Linked DNA regions of Danio rerio: region 1 is linked to region 2. The links are chromatin contacts, called in public Micro-C maps. All regions are on one chromosome and are shown on one strand. Each heading gives the region's core, a stretch centred on a gene start, on an enhancer-like site or on the middle of the called end of the contact. The rest is flanking DNA. Distances are from core to core; before and after follow the strand shown.

Evidence for each region. Hi-C and Micro-C count contacts between places; a contact is called where the count stands out from the background.
Region 1: a contact with region 2 is called in a Micro-C map of caudal fin, with 3 times the contacts expected there. The contact joins two enhancer-like sites. A contact is called at or near these places in 2 of 18 Hi-C or Micro-C datasets (caudal fin and an unstated tissue).

The regions. Positions count from the first base shown.
Region 1 is chr20:58,805,958-58,808,657 of GRCz12tu, forward strand. All of the region lies in intron 5 of plcb1l (phospholipase C beta 1-like), which reads right to left. Among named protein-coding and RNA genes, the nearest start is that of plcb1l, 48 kb to the right of the region's middle. Within about 2 kb of position 1,359, at least 4 of the 62 cell types and tissues checked have an H3K27ac peak or open chromatin away from gene starts, as enhancers often do. A contact at or near this core is called in caudal fin, where this site is marked.
Region 2 is chr20:58,754,316-58,757,015 of GRCz12tu, forward strand. It overlaps plcb1l (phospholipase C beta 1-like), which reads right to left. Exons shown (of 40, transcript XR_012396244.1): 13 at 1,550-1,650; 14 at 514-680. Among named protein-coding and RNA genes, the nearest start is that of plcb4b, 57 kb to the left of the region's middle. Within about 2 kb of position 1,401, at least 8 of the 62 cell types and tissues checked have an H3K27ac peak or open chromatin away from gene starts, as enhancers often do. A contact at or near this core is called in caudal fin, where this site is marked.

The DNA.
Region 1 (2,700 bases), core at 109-2,608, 52 kb after region 2:
GGGGTAGCCGTATTGGCAAACAGCCACGCAAAACAGGCATCGCAAACGGCATCGCAATGGCACACGCAACAACCATCACACCAACGCAATAATAGGCTATTAAAACAGGTGTTCAACACACAAATTGCTGTATTGTTTGTCATGCTTCAAGTTTATATAAAGTTTTCAATATAACATCTTGGGCTCAGTGTGTCTGTCTAAAGCCACCAGCGCGTCACAAATTAAAGGGACCCTCACTGCCTCTCGAGCGACTTATAGGAGGCATCAGGAAGTCGCAATATGAGTATTGGTAGACTGTCTGCTTAATATCTGCTGATGCTGCTCCTTCAACAGACATTTAACTGACTAGAAGTACATGATGTCAACTTACACTGACCCTAAGCCAACAGTCTACTGATAATCTCATGGCAATTAGGACACATTGTTTACTGTTGTGACTAAATCTAAACGTAAGTCAGCGGTGCAGGGGATTTCTGTGGCATTTCCAATGAAAAAACATCTAAGCTCTTTTTGCACTTTTCTTTTTTAAATCAAAGCAACTTAAATCCAAATCAATCTCATCTGAGTGATCAATAAAACAGGCAATGAAACAGATGAGGCAGAACTGCTCAGTCCAGTTATTTACTGTCAATAATGTGCTGTATTAAACACAAAGTATAGAAAACAACAGCAAACACTAATTAAACTAGGCGTTGCACATTTACAATACTATAGTTATTTATAGTGAAGAGAAATATTTAGAAATGAGCATTATATTCATACCTGTCAACATTAGGATGTGAAAATAAGGGATATGCCCACCATAATGTGGGAAAACGAAAGGGTAATTGCACTGTTTTTATATTTATTTCCAAGTGTTTCGTGCATAAACAAAGCGAAAGCACAGAACAGACTCATATTTAAGAGTGAGGGGCGGCCTCTAGTGGTTCGGCGGTATGGGTTGCGTATAGGGAAGGATCGACTCTTTAATGTTTATTTGCCAACCTTCAGAGAAAGACTGAAAATACGGGAGAAACACGAGTAAATCGGGAGGGTTGACAGGTTTGATTATATTATGTATATATTTACAACTCTTTATGTAGAAAAGGCTCCAAGGAAAGCTAGACTTTTATTAACAGACTTGTATTCTGAAAACTTAACAGTCTATTTCCTGATGTAGTTATAGTTTCACTTTTCTGCTGCTTTCATTATTCAGTCAGAGATCGACTGCTGTGCAGCTGAAGGTTAATCCTGTCACTCCTGAAGTTGTTTTGGTGTTTTAAGTTTTCCAAGTGTTAGTGCATGACCATAAAGTAAGTTTTCTCTTTATTTCTGATTGTTTTTAGCTTCGTTAAAGTGTATTAGTATACATTTACATCTGTATGGGCATGCCCAGACATGCAATGCTTGATGCTTCATGTCCGATCGAGTGATTATTAAGCTATATAGAGACAGCTAAATGCCTCATTAGCCACTATAAATGTTAAAGTCTTTTATACTGCACTATTAATCAATATTATTGCATTTGTGGTGATGTTTGGCAAATTAGTTATTTATTAACGCACTTGGATTCATTATATACATGTTGCTGCTAACTGGTCATCTTTATTTGTTTGATTTATATTATTTAGGGCTTCACTTGTTATTTAGGATAAGCCTGTATGCTTTATTATACCTAATTAAGCAGAGACGGATTATTTTGTGTACATGTGCCCATTCAACTGTACTAATTTATCCTCATGTTATTTGTTATGTTATTTCTAGACTAAATATCAAAACACTTTGGAAAGAAGTTCAAGTCTCCTCATTTGTTGTGACCAGGGCCCGGTTTTTCAAAAGTAATCCACTGGGATTTTGGATAAGGGATTGGATCAAATCTTGAAAATGGGTTTTTCAAAAGAAAAAACGGATTACATAATCGGATTAGATCACGTAATCTAATCTTGGTTTTGATCCAGATCAAAGCTTTAGTTTGGGTTTTTCAGACCTTTTTTGTGGGATCTGGATCACTTTGATCCAAAAAACCTGGATTAAACTGATCCCATCAGAAGGGTGGATTTAGCGTGGATTTCATGCCTAAAAGTAATGAAAACTTACAAAATGTATCAAATAATACTATTTTTGGATCATGCAGTATCTTACGAGATATACTATTTATTCATAAGGTTTAATTTTATTTGTTCATCTGTCAGGCTATAGTGAGTATTGGCTTTAACGTATTCAGCCTTTCAGTATAGGCAAAATCTACAGCAATGTAGAGTTTGGCCTCATAAAATAATCCCCCAAACAGCTGTCAAAACCAAAAACAATCAATTTTATTGTCACTAACTGATATATATATTCATCACAATGGAAAATATTTTTGTGTTTAGAATATTTATTAGTGATGCATGCAATGATTACAGAATAACAAAAAAAAAATGCAAAGAATGGCAATCACGGATTTTAGAAATCTCTTTCAACAATTGCAAAAAGAGACTGAAAGGGCAGAAGCACAGCTTCATCTGCAGAAGAACCACTGACTCTGACCAAACTGCAGCAAACCAAGACCAATGACCTGAGATCTGCCTCCTAAAGGCTGCGCTCAGACAAGCTGCTCTCTCCACATCAGATGAGGAAGTCTGACCTTATTGTGGAGTTTTTGACATTAAGTCTTTTTTTTTATTTACATCTATATTTGAAACGTATTATAAATGTCCTCAATGTACAGTGTTGTAGGTC
Region 2 (2,700 bases), core at 151-2,650:
ATGATTAGTGTGGGTGTGTCATATGTTAATGAGCTCAGTTATGATTAGTGTGGGTGGGTCATATGTTAATGAGCTCAGTTACGATTGGTGTGGCTGGGTCATATGTTAATGAGCTCAGTTATGATTAGTGTGGGTGTGTCATATGTTAATGAGCTCAGTTACGATTGGTGTGGCTGGGTCATATGTTAATGAGCTCAGTTACGATTGGTGGGGCTGGGTCATATGTTAATGAGCTCAGTTATGATTAGTTTGGGTGTGTCATGTTAAGGAGCTCAGTTATAATTAAAGTGGGTGTGTCATATGTTAATGAGCTCATGGCTGTTTTGTATGAGTATTTGAGCTGTAATAAATGCTCTGGATGTACTGGATGTGTCACAGTATAGTCCCAACACAAACTTTATTACTTATTAAACTTTATAAACGTTCTATTTAATGTTAAATGATTGTGAACTGCTGTAACCTAGCAGCAGACTGTGGGCGGAGTCTATTTGAGTGACAGCTGAATACACCAACCTCTGCTAGATAGCATGCTGTCAGGCTCGTATTTCTCCACCAATGCCTGCACTTGCTCAGCTTTGAGGTGCGGGTACAGGATCTCATTCAGGCGAGAATCTCTCTGTTTGTTGTTCAGGAAATCCGTCATCTGCTCCACGGTGAGGTACGGACGGCTTTTAGCGCCTCTGCACACACACACACACACACACACACACACACACACACACACACACACACACACACACACACACACACACACACAGACAGACAGAAATACTGTTACATAAGTTAAAACACTTCAGCAGTCAAAGTCAATTGAAGACCTCATGCAAGATGAGTTAGTGTCAGCATCAGTCTCGAGTGTTTGTGTTTTTCCTACAGCTCCTCGTCTAATGTGACAAACATGATTCAGGCCGTTTCTATTCTTAGCATGTTTAAACCCACATGTTGTGACGGGTCCAGTGTCTAGTTACCCAACTGGTTAGGCTTGATCCAGCCGTATATCACTGTGTTGTGGCATGTGTAGTGTATATTAGTTCAGGGAAATATAGACAGAGCAGGTATTTCAATCAGAAATCTTCTTATCGAGTGCTGCTTTGTTCTGTTCTGCTGTAACACACAGCTGATGCTACTTTGGTCTGAAGTCTAATGCATACGTTAACTAGTTTACATGATATCATCCCAGTCTACTTCATCAGACGCTGGTCCTCCTAGAGTCAGCTGTTTCGAGGCCTAATGTATTAAGCAATATCAATGCTTCTGTATGGATTGAGACTAAAGTTGCACATGTCTCATATCCCCCTCACATGTCAGTGGTGTGTCTGCTTCAGTCATATGTTGTTCACGCTCTGCCTGAGAAACAGCAGCAGCTCTCTTCAATGATGACACCTTGTGGACAAACTGAGGAGTGCATGTGTGTGAGCTGCTTACACACACCACACACACACTAACAAACCCGAGCAGGACGCTACAGTGTGTGCATAAACTACAAACTGTGCTTTAGGAATTAGAGCATGAGGTGTGAGTTTCCCCATCACACATGAAGAGAACTGACATGTCTGAGAAGATGGTATCGATGTCGTTGCGTGGACAGATGTTGTTCAGCAGCTGGCGGTACACGTCTTGTGTGAAGGTATCCAGAGGAATGCTGTCATTCTGCGGGACAAGTAGACAGATAATGTTTAGCACTAACTGCAGATGAGGAATAAACCCGCACACCAAACAGCCATCAAAACTAGCAGACTGTTAGATCAGGAGCTCACTAGGGGGAGCTAGGGCTCCATAGACATTATTCAACACACACTTTTAATTAAATAAATAAATGAATAATAAAAAATAATAATAATAATAAATAAATAAATAATAATGAATGAATAAATAAATAAAAAATAATAATGAAAGAATAAATAAATAAAAAATAATAATGAATGAATAAATGAATAAAATAATAAAAAAAATAAAAAAATAAAAATAATGAATAAATAAAAAAATAAAAATAAATAAATAAATAAGAATGAATGAATCAATAAATAATAATATTTTTAAATAAATAACGAATAAAAAAATAAATAAAATAACAATGAATAAATAAATAAATTAATGAATGAGTGAGTAAATAATTAAATGAAATAATAATGAATGAATAAATAAATAAATAAAAATAAATAAATAAATAAATAAAAAATAATAATAAATGAATAAATAAATAATAAAAAATAATAAATAAATACAAATAATAATAAATAATTAAATAAATAAATAAAAATAATGATAATAAATAAATAAATAATAATTAATAAATAAAAATAAAAATAATGATAATAAATGAATAAATAAACAAAAAAATTAATGAAAGAATAATAAAGTAAAATAAATAAATAAATAATATTGAATAAATAAAAATAATATTAATAATAATAACAAATGAATAACGAATAAATAAAATAAAAATGAATAAGTAAATAATGAATAAATAAATAAATAAAATAATAATGAATAAATAATAATAAAAATAAAATAAAATAATTAAATAAATAAATAAAAATAATGATAATAAATAAATAAATAATAATTAATAAATAAAAATAAAAATAATGATAATAAATGAATAAATAAACAAAAAAATTAATGAAAGAATAATAAAGTAAAATAAATAAATAATTAATATTGAATAAATAAAAATAATATTAATAATAATAATAAATG